Linked DNA regions of Canis lupus: region 1 is linked to region 2. Evidence: chromatin contacts called from public Hi-C data. All regions are on one chromosome and are shown on one strand. The core of a region is the stretch at or near the end of the contact, and the rest is flanking DNA. Distances in the headings are between cores, read along the strand shown. Region 1 has its middle 120 kb from the start of SNRK. Region 2 overlaps ANO10 (anoctamin-10).

Region 1 (5,553 bases), core at 1,433-3,932, 320 kb after region 2:
TACATTATTGCCCGTCCATTCCTCTCTCCTCTCCTCCACCCCCAGTGTAGGGCCTGGACTCATGGAAGGTTCTATCCCATTAATTGCCTTATAAGCCAATATAGCTAAGTGTCAATGGAAAACTATCAGACCAAAACGGAAGGGCTAGAATCCTAACCAAAATACCTTAGCACGACCGCATATTGGAGCTTCAGCACCAGGGGTGCCATTGCTCTGGAGGGCTTCTAGGGGTAGCATGGATGATATTCTCATCCTAACAGGAATGAGTTTTTCTGCTTCAGAATGCATTTCAGAACCAGGGATATTGTCCTCCTTATCCCAAGCAATTGTTAGCTCTTTCCTTCTCCAGACTGAGAGATGAGGGAGCATGCAACCTGGATTATCTAAGGAACACAGGAAAGCCTGTCTGCAGCAGCACAGGCACAGCTCTGGCCCTGAGTCACCGTGGGGAAAAAGTGCAGGACCCTGATTCACCTGCTCAGTGTGAGGCTCCATCACAATGCCCTGCCCCCTGCAAAAGCGAGACGCCCAGGGAACTCAGGCTCCCATTTTGGCTCTCCCCGTGGAGGGAAGAACATCCTAAGGTGGCCACTTTACCTCTTGTAGAGCCAGCTTGGTCAACACGAAAATAGGGTTGCTTGGCCAGCTGGCTTGAAGTCCTGTCCAGCCTAGCCACTTATGATTAGGTCACCAAAAAACATGTAGGCTTTGTTTGAACACTCTGAGCCTAGGGAAGCTTCCCCTACCCGACCCCTGCAGCAGGCCCTGGTTTGGGAGTCAAGCTACCTGGGCCAGAAAGCCGTCTCTACTTCCAAGGTCATAGCTTGCATATTCAGTTTCTCTTCCTCCATTTCTTCATCTATAAAATGGGGACAATGCTAGCACCTATCTCAAGCAGTTGCTGTGAGTGCTTATAAAGGAGATAACATTGCATACAGCTCCTCCCATTGTGCCTGGTAGACAGTAAGCATGTAAAAGATATTAGTGTTGGAAACGAATCTGTGCCTTTAGAATTCGACCATTAGTCCCAGCCCTGCCCTCTGCAGCCATCATCTGTCTCAGCAGCAGGAAATCTGCTGGGCTGGGGCCTAGCCAGCACTGTGCTAGGCTATTCACCACCCAGGGAAGGGTGAGGAGATGGGTCGTGGCATCTCTGTGTCTTGCTCCTGCACTATTTCAGGGGAGGGGACTTCAGACCTCTCCCCAGTGCAATACCCAGAGCTCATAGTCATCTGACTTCAAGCACCTCCTCTGCCACCTACTCACCCTGAGATTCCATGAGGGGTGAGTTCCTCAACCTCTGAACAACCATTCATTCATTTTTAAAATGGAAATCACTACCTGTGTCAGAAGGAGGAAGATTAAATCACTAATGCTTTAAATCTGATAAGCAGCACTGGCACATACTAAAAATTCATTTCAGATCATAAAAAGTCACTGTTCTGCTCTTACTTTTTCTCTTTCATCATGAAGAGCCCCCTGCCCACCCCGTCCCCAACCTCCCACCCCCTGTTTCAAATAAAGGGCACGCTATAAGTCTCAGTAAATTTGATCTTATCTGAGATCAAGCAGAGGTGGCTTTGATGTGATGGACAAAAGTTCAGATTGGGCCTGTTTTACACAAACTGCCTCCTCTTTTGGCTGATAATGTAACCTAGCTGTTTTATCCTCTTTACATCACCAGTGCTCAGGCTGACACTACAGTCAGAATGAGTCTAAGGTGAGCTCAACCTGATACTCTTGCACTGTGATGTCCTGGGGGCCTCTGACTCAGGAACCAAGGAGTACTATGTGGTTAGACCACTGCCTCTCCTTCTCCTGGTGGCCTTAGGACTTGGAGGGCAGGACAGGGGCAAGCGAGCCAGGGCTCAGAGAATCACCACCTGCAGCCGCACAGAGGGACCTCACGAGGACCACCACTTTGTCTCCATCAAGTCAAGGCCTTTTCCTCTGTGTAACCATATCCAAAATGCAAAGAGGCCCCTGGAGAGGTCCAGGGGCTGTGCCTTTGCCACTTCCAGGAGTCTGTGCTCAGGGGATTTGGTAGGGATGCAGCGGGTGCAGTGGCAGCCACAAGGGGGAAAGGAGCATTCTGTGCCATTTTTACTGAGTCACGTTTCCAAGTTGATTGAAAGTAGGATTTTTAATAATATATAGATTGTGACTAAAGGCTTGCTCTTGCCAAATACTAGCATAAAGCGGGTTTTTACAGCTGGGATGATAAATCCCAGAAAGGCGGCGCTTACCATGGAAACGCTGACACAGCCTTTCATTCCCCTTCACAGTGATTAAAATCCTCATTTCAATTTGTTTTTCTTTATTTTGGGCCAGAGTCATTTGCAAGCCCAGGAATAGATCTTGCTCTGATAGAAAACTAAATGCTGCCCCCTATCGGAAATAAGATGGAACCACTTCAACCTGCCGGAGGGCTGTAGATCTTGCTAGGTAGAATTACGGAAACGCAGGAAAACTGGTTTTCTTACTAATTGTCTTACCAGGAAGGAAATTCCTGCAGAACTCACCCTTGTTTTCCCAGGGCAAGCGAAGCGAGGAAGGGAAAGCAGCTAGTGAAGGGCGTGGTGTCAAACCAGAGGTCGCTCTGGGGAACTGGCAGCGGCCTGGACTCTGCACCCCCGCCCCCCTGGAGAGGCAGGGGAGCCTCTCGCTGGTTGCAGGCTGCTCCACATCAATTCTTATAGGGCCCTGGCCTGCTGACCATCGCAGGCTCCCATGGCCAGGGCAGCTCCGCAGGCAGGCAGGGAGGCAGCCCTAGGCAGATGGAGTCCAGCCCTTGGGATGTTGAGGTCCCAATGGGCACCATTGGCCTGTCTGCTGCACCCGCTCTCCATTATTCCTTGTATTCCTCTGTGGGATGTTTCATTTGCAGGCATATTTTATGACCCTGGAATGCATGTGCCCTCCATTTATTTAAGGCCTGTAGTCTCTGCTGAACCAAAAGCTCAGTAATCCTACTAACCAAATGTCCAGGAATGTCTTTCTACTTTCCAGTTCTCTTCATTGATAATAAAACCCACAATGGATCCAGCCACACTTGTTAATCTACCAGTGAGATCCCAGCAGAGTTCCTGGGCCGAGAGCTGACAGGGTCTCAGATTTCAGGGTCCCCACTGAACACGCTTTGTTCAATTCTGCTGATGACATTAGAATGTGGCCTTATAACACTCGAGCATTTCCCCAATCCTGCACATGGCCAGTGCTTCGGAATAGGGTTTTCTGAAGTGTGTCCCACAGGTATTCTGTGGGCAGAGATACTGCTCCAAGAAGGGTTCAGAGATTGAACAAGGTTGATAACATTGCTAGCTATAGCACCCTCTTAAGGTCACAATACTCCTCAGTGAACTAGAGGCTCCGAGAAGTCCTGAAGGGAGGAAATCCAATGAACTTTAACTCCGTGTTCCCCAACTTGCTTCCTCACTGGAGCATGTCCTCACAGAACATCTTTATCATCCTGTGACAATTCAGCCACATGACACATAACATGCTCTGTCTTGCTTGTCCTTTTTATTTTTTATCTTCCAGGGTCCTAAAAATATTTTTATTATACAAGTATTACCTGTTCATTGTCATAAACTGGAAAAAGTTTTCTCCTTTGTGAGAAGGGAGTTTTGTTGTCAAAGGAGCCAATCTGTTCCCTAGACTGTGTTCAGTTTTATGGCCCCTGATTCTAAGTAGCAGGTTTCACACATTTCAGCCAACGGTGGCCAAAGAATAATTTTGAATTCTTTCCAAACCCTGGGTGGAGGAAGCTTCCTGTGCCATATGTTGTGCCTTTTACAGGGAGTGGCAGGCCCAGAAAACAAACAAGTTGGTAGGAGGAGAAAAAAATTATATATGATGATTTTTCGGCTATGTGAAGGTATTTATTATAAAAAAGATGGGAGTGAAATACACCCAAGAATTAGGAAGTTTCCCTCTCAAAGATGGGCTCAAAGGCAACTGATTTCTCTGCTGTTGTAAAAGCAATACTTAAAAATAAGTATTTTTAAAAGTCACCCCTACATACAGCAGGCCAATTTCAGTGAGGATTAAAGTCAAGCAGGGAATGTGGAGTCTGGCACGGGGCCCCTGCCTGGGGGCGGGGAGCCCTCACATCTTTCCCACCCAAGAGGCCCCAGGCTTGCTTAGGGTAGCATCGTCTCCTTTTCCTTGAAAACAAGCCATATTTGGGAGTCATGGGTGGCTCGGGGTGAAGTGGAAGGTGTAGCTGGTTGCACTGACCCTCAGAGCAGCCGCAGGAGGAAACCACCGTTACTTCCCCTTTTCATCAATGCTTTCTGAACACGAGCTCATTTCTGCCATAGAGGTGCTAGCCTGGGACACTCATCTTTCAAGTCTGAGTTCAGAGAGGGTCTGTGAGGACACTGAGAGCACACAGCACAGAGCTGAGCTGATGTCTGCCTTACAGCAAATCTGGCAAGCATAAACTGAATTCCCAAAGGGTCCTTGGAAAGTTACTGTTTAAGAAAGTTCCTGCCCTAAGTATGACGTAGAAGCAAGGATGCAATCTGAAGTCAGGGGGAAGACACCTAATGTGTAACTTCAGTTGTCCTTTCCAAGATAATGGCTTCTCTGAAAAGCTGAGGACAACTCTGATGGCATCCTTTGGTGGCTAGAAGGCCATTCTGGGGGGTACAAGCTCCATGTGTGTAGTGAGAAGCCACAGCTCCCTGCTTCCAACCATCTCCTTGCCTGCTCGGAGCAGAAGCCAGCTAGTCGTCTGGGCTGTGCAGGACCACTGCAGGAGCTGCAGATCCAGAGGGGGCCTGCTAGGCAGATGGCCCATGTCCACCGAGTGCTAATCAGGTGCCACAATGACTCCACCACTGATGCTTAAGCACAGCATTCTGCTGACACAGGAGAGAGGACCCAGAGAAACCATGCTCAGTCTCTCATGCTGTTGGATCCCCTCCTCGTGAGCCCCCTGACCCCCTCAACCACATGGCAGCTTCCATTATTCGCAAATCTCTGGTCCCTGTTGTTTTCTCTTCTCGGCGTTTATCACTCACTGGTGTTCTGTTATCTCCCTCTTCTTTGTGAGAGGGAGATATGTGGGTGGTTGTGTTCACCTTGATTCTCTAGCATCCAGAACACTATCTGGCACAAACAGATGCTCCCTGTTAGTTGAATGGCTGCCTGTTATTTCAGCAAGATGGATGAGTATCAGAGCATCAGGAGTCCAGATGAGGGCTCTTATAGGTGATTCAGCTGGTTTACTACAAGTTCAAGTTCCAACTCCTGCCTCAGTGATCCCAGTGGACAGCCAAGACTTTCTCTCCCAGCATCAGCTGTTGGAGCAGCAGAGGATGATGCCCAGGGGCCTGAGTTGGGCTTCCTCTGCTCTGTGTGACCTCTAGTAAATGCTTCCCCTCCTTGCCCATCCAGCAGATGAGGAAGTAGATGCACTGTGTTTAAATATCGTGGGGTAGATTCCTTCCCCATGTCAAGCGTTAATGGGAAAACAGTTTATTTAAAAGGAAAGCCTGGAGTGTGGAGTGGGATCAAGGAGGAGGGAGATCATGAAAGAGTGTGGCC
Region 2 (5,982 bases), core at 3,031-5,530:
AAATGAGTTGGGGCAGGTAAGGGCTAGATCATAGTGTAAGAGCATTATATCTTTTTAAAAAGTTGATGATTTGTAAGCATACACAAAGTGTAATAAAGTATGCTTATTTTAAATTATAGTTTTATAGGAAAACTATATCTTAAATATATTTTATTCATCATAAAAATTTTGGGATAGAATTTTTTCATTAATTATTCACATCTTAAATTCTTTACCTTTTTAAAAGTACACCTATCTCTGCTACAAATTGAAATGTCAGAGTATCTTTTATCCCTACTTTGCATGCTTATAACATCCTGGCCCTGTAAGGGAATAGGAAAGTCATGGCTTCTGCCCTGAAGCACCATAATATTTTGTTAGGCATAAATCAAAGATGTGAAAACTGCAGAATAATGACCCGATTGAAACAAACTCCAATGGCTGACAGCTTTGGCTTCTTAATTCTCTGTGTGTGTGTGTATGTGTACATCACATACTCCTCTGAAATAGCTGTTACAAAATGGCAGTGTTTTGGTTCTATGATCTGAAAGATGGCATGAAAAGAGCATGTGAAGGAAATGTGATACCTCACTCCTGATGAGTAAGAAAGCCAGTCTGAGGTTTGGAAGCACACTTCAAGTAAAAGGTTTTGATGTGGCATAATTTGAGGCTTCACTGGAACCTGAGTAAAGCCCTGGGGATGGTGACATCCTATGAAAACCACATACCCTTAGTCAGTTCAGGAGTGGAATATGTCAAGGGAATCAAGCCTGCATGCAGTCCCTGGGCTCAGTGGGAAGAATGCTCTTGTAATTAAAGCAGTTTTCATTTGAATCTGATTTTCCCATAGAAAAAGTAACATGAGATAATTTTTTTCTGACCAGGGATTCAGTCAACATTCAACATTTTGTAGAAATTACCAGGTATATTGGATTTAACTATATTTATTTTAAACTATACATGGCGTGCTAGTCAGTGTACAACTTAAATAATATAAAGAAATCCAATTTGCAGTCACAGAATTATATTTATTTTGACACCATCTCCTACTGTACCAGAAAGCTTTTGTTTTCCTTTTTTCTCAGTTTATTAGAGCAGATCGGAGAAACTGTCATTGTACTTAGAGAATTCAGAAGAATTTCCTTTGGATTTTTAAACCATCTTTGAAAGAGACTTTGGACTAGTGGATAATTTCTTGAGAAACTAATTCAAGAACAATTTTCTGAAAAGATTTGCTCCTGTAAATGAAGTGAACCGACCTGAGTTTTAAATATCTCCCTTCACAATGGCTGAAAAAATAGACGGTCACAGCCACAGCAGTCATCTCTTAGGTAGCAATTCTGTGTCCCATCTGTTTTATCATTGTTATTTACACTTCTTAGTGGAGGTGTAGTTTGTGCTTTTCCTTTCGTTCCTCTGCCTTTGGCCTTTTTGTTTGTTTGTATGGATTGTGCTCCCCTGGGAGACCCCAGCACTTTACTGCACCATGACCTCACGAGACACACAGCTCCAGTGCAGCAGTACTGAGGGTTGCTCCTCAGTAAAAATATTCCTTTTTTCCCAGCTGTGACACTGCCTCACTAGAGTGTTTAGTAGGATGCGTTACTGGGCAGTGAGGAGATCCTTCTTTACGTGACAGCACTGAAAAATTCAGTCAGAGCAGCCACAGCAGCCTGCAGAGTTAGGCTAGATGGGCCTAAAGTCTATTAGAAACTAGTCCTTTTTAATTTCTTCAGAGATGATTGTATAGCTACCTGAGAAAATGATCTTTTTTTCCCCAAAATTTTATTTAAATTGTAGTTTGTTGACATATAGTGTAATACTGGTTTCAGAAGTAGAATTTAGTGGTTCATCACTTGCATATAACACCCAGCACTCGTCTCCACAGGTGCCCTTCTTAATGCTCATCCCCCAGTAATCCCCATCTCCCACCCACCTCCCACCAGCAACCCTCAGTCTGTTCAATGTGAACTTCATAATGTAATCACAGCCCACTCCCCTTGACCTAATGCTAGTCTCTTTTCCTAGTCTCCCTGCATCATGTGGCCTAGCATTATCTGTCCCTATTTCATCACTCACTGCTGCTTACACTGACCTTGAAGGGACCGAGAAACTTGCTGTGTGACTTGGGAGCCATCACATTGATCTCTGAGCTTACTGCTCTCCTCATCTACCGGGATGAAATTTGTGGTGTGCTATTTGTAAGATATGGAGTTCCCCAGAGGAAAAGGATTGGGCAATACAAAAAATATAAATGATCAAAACAAAGCAGAAACTACCTCGAAGTATCTGAGGGTATTTAAAGGTGTTTAAACCACTAGAGGGAGCCCACATTGTTCTGATTTCTAAAAACTAATGTTTAACAGCTTGATTTTATTGGCTGTAGAGAAGGATACCTTCCACCAATGATTTATGCATGCATAGTTTCAGTGATCTCCATCATTTTGCTTTAAGTTGGAAATACCAGGTCCAGACCACTAGCACTATGGTGATCTTTTATTCCATATCACAGAACCTGGTGTGGGCAAAGTGATTTGAGCAAGGACCTTGCTATGGTTCTGGAGTCCCAGGCTCCCGCCTCCCTCCCAAAACCCCTGCAGGTTTAGTCCCATTTGGCAGAATGTCAGTCATGCCTAGCTGTTATGCTAGGCTCTTGGCAGCTGTCCTTCTTGTTCACGGATAAGACTCTCAGGCTCATGAGCACCCAGGGAGCATGTGTCGTGGCCTCTTTCCACCTTTCCTCCCTTGCCTTCTCCCAGATGGCTCTGCCCCAGTGATTTCTCTGGTCCCTTCATCTCTTCAGATTCTCCAGGTTTTCTATCTTTCCGTTAATGGAACTCTGTTAGTGCGTTATTGTCTGCGGATGGCCTTGTGCATAGAAAGGATTACTGGAAATTGCTTACTTTTTAATATTCAGGTGATTAAAACTGAATGTGAAAAATGATGTTTCTTATGCTCAACTTTAAAGCTTTGTTTTATTTGTAAATCTAGTAAATTTTACATGAAAATCACAATCATTTTCATTTATATTCTGAGTAATATTCAATAAACTTATAAACAAACATTAGGATTCCTTATTAACCTCCACACAAAATTAATTAAGTTAAATTTTATTTGCAGACTTTATCTGACTCAAACATGTCAAAAGCTTGGCAAAGCATCCTTGGACTATAACAAGTGAATTCTTCTGAGCAATAAGCAACTCATCAAATACATCTAACTCATAAAAGTAGGTTAGATTCTGTTAAGCATTTCAGACATGTTAAAAGAAGAAAGCACAAAATAGCTCAATGACTTTTTAGAAAATATTGTCATGACCTTATTATAGGGCGTATCCAAAGTTGTTTATATTAACTTCTTCACACCAGGGCTCCTCATCCACCCAGAAGGCACAGAATTACTGTCTCAGACCCCCATAAAACTGAGTTTTATTGACAAGGCTGAGTCAAGGCACAGGACTGGGAATGCTTCTAGTTATTATTACCAAAGCCACAGTTTATTGAATCCATTTGATAGGAGTGGCTTTATAGTAGTAAGACTTAAACATTCAGGACTTATAATACCCCTTATACTCCAGATATGACTGATTTTGTTACTGAGAAATTTGGGTTAATGCAGTTCTTCACACACCAGCCTACCCAGTCCACCTACAAACCTTTTTACAGGATGCTTCCTCTTTTGTTCACTGGTCTAGACTAACCTATAGAAAGTCATGTAGACTGGCAGCTTATCCAGCCTTTCTAAACCATCATAGATTACCCCAACCAAATGCAGAATGCATACACTGATAAAGCTAAAATATTTATTGGCTTATTTTCTGTAATGGGTGCATTTGTGTGTGTGTTTTTGTGCGCACATGTGTGCACCTGTGCACACACATATCTTAACTAATGCATCTTTTCAGGGTTTAAAAGACAAATCCTGTCCTCAGGTTAATTACATTCAAGGGTGATTTTAGTACCAACATACGTAGAATTATAGTTGAGGATAAAAGCTTAATATATCATTCCACTACATTTCATTGATACTAAGGGCACATTTTTTTACTTTAACACCTCTGAAAGTGACTGCATTTTACAGTGGCTGCCATGATATAGTTGCCGTTGCCAGTACTCGGGCAAATTCAGTGTTTCTCCTGATAGCATGATTTGGCAACTGCAACTCCTCCTAGTTTCAGCCAACAAGCTGTTAAGCATTCTTTGAATAAGGGAAAATGAGCTCTGGGTGGTGCAGAAAACCTCTCACCGACTCCCTCTGATAAGATTAATCAAGGAGCAGCTTTGGAACTTGCATGTAGGTGTTAGCTGCTTGGAACAGTGGCCTGGGTGCTTGGTGAAGCACTCTTTTAACCACTGCTGCACCCCCTACCCTCCTGGGCCACCCAGAGTTTTTCTACTGAAACCCTGAGTACCCTCCCTCCATCCACTATGAGACGAGAATTGATTCTGAAGTGTTGGACTCTAAATGTGGGGGGAAAAAAGAAAAAGTGAGGAGTATGTTGTGCTGGTATATTGTGCTTTGTTTTCTTACATGGATCATAAGAGTGATTTTAAAAATATTTCTGAAGGAGTCTTAAAGGCCCCTTTAAAATGGAATTCTCGGTGATGAGAACACATTGTATAAGATTGAAATGAGGCAATAGCAGCAGGAAGTGGGGTTTCACCTTCCATTTCCCACCTCTTCCTCTCCAACACCAGCTTTTTTCCACTGCTGTTAACTCCAGCTTCTGTGCCTTACAGATGCCTCCTTCCTCTGGTCAGTGGCCTTCCTTTTTGCCCACTGAAATCCTACTCTTCCTCTGCCTAAACCCTCCTTGGTAAATGCTTCCCCATCTAGAGCATTTCTTTATATTCAAGGTCCTTCTAAGGAGGTATATCATTTGTATGACACTTGAATGTATGTTACTATGGAAATGTTTTGTGTTTGCTTCACACCTGAATTCCACACCTATAATAGATTATAAGCTCTTTGTGATAGGGTCTGTGTCTTCTTTGTTCTTGTCATTTTATCCATAATGCAGCATTGCAATGTGCTCACTTGATAAATGCCTGTTGATTTTAGCTGGGCTCTAAATTTTTCTAGAAGTCAGAAATATGAAAACATTTTTTAAGTCTTTTTTTAAAATTCTTTTTAAGGGGATCAAGGGGAGGGGCAGAGGGAGAGAGGATATTAAGCACGTTCCATGCCAAGGGCGTGGAGCCTGACTTGGGGCTCGATCTTATAATCCTGAGATCATGACTGAGCAGAAATCAAGAATCAGGCACTTAACTGACTCAGCCACCCAGGTGCCCCAGAAATATGAAAACATTTTATGAGAAAAACAGGGGCAAATGCTTCAACTGGCCCCTCCCCAGTGGTTTCTCAATGTGAGCTCTGAGACTCTGGTGGAGAAGGCTACTGGTGATCCCCTAATTTTGCCTGGGGTGTGATTTTTCACCCCTTGCTCAGTATTCACCACTGCCTTAAGTTATTCAGGTCTGGGAATGTTCTCCCATGCTCCAAGAATCACAGTCTCAAGACTGCTGCATTGCAAAACTGATGGTGAAAGAACACATAGACATGCCCAGTAGCTTCCCAGGGTAAAGCAGCCCCCTGTTCCACCGGCCTACAGCCAGACAGCAACCCCATCAGTCACTGGGGCCTTATCCTGCCACACATACACCCTTCACAGCACAGAACAAGGATTCATTACTTCATGCTTTAAAAAAGTACATGAGCAGAGCAACTCTATGTTACTTCAATTCTTTAAAATAATTACCAGGTTGTTAATGACTTGACTCACAGCTGAGAATTTATTATGATAGGCACAAAATATGTGAGTCATTCCACATAAGAAGTACAGAGATGAAGAAACAAAATTGGAAATTACACATCAACATTAAGATATATACCATGAATGTCACTTTAGAGTTCTCTAATTTCATGTTTAGATCAGCTCAACTTGTATTACTTTTTTCCTTCTTTTCTGAATATATCATAAAAGCAATATCAAAAATATTATAT

The links. Hi-C and Micro-C count contacts between places; a contact is called where the count stands out from the background.
Region 1: a contact with region 2 is called in a Hi-C map of amygdala, with 7 times the contacts expected there. The contact joins two enhancer-like sites. A contact is called at or near these places in 5 of 9 Hi-C or Micro-C datasets (amygdala, blood and liver).

What each region holds. Positions count from the first base shown.
Region 1 is chr23:3,281,984-3,287,536 of UU_Cfam_GSD_1.0, forward strand. No RefSeq gene overlaps it. Among named protein-coding and RNA genes, the nearest start is that of SNRK, 120 kb to the left of the region's middle. Within about 2 kb of position 2,683, at least 6 of the 20 cell types and tissues checked have an H3K27ac peak or open chromatin away from gene starts, as enhancers often do.
Region 2 is chr23:2,965,306-2,971,287 of UU_Cfam_GSD_1.0, forward strand. The region is part of intron 10 of ANO10 (anoctamin-10); the gene reads left to right. Among named protein-coding and RNA genes, the nearest start is that of ANO10, 100 kb to the left of the region's middle. Within about 2 kb of position 4,281, at least 3 of the 20 cell types and tissues checked have an H3K27ac peak or open chromatin away from gene starts, as enhancers often do.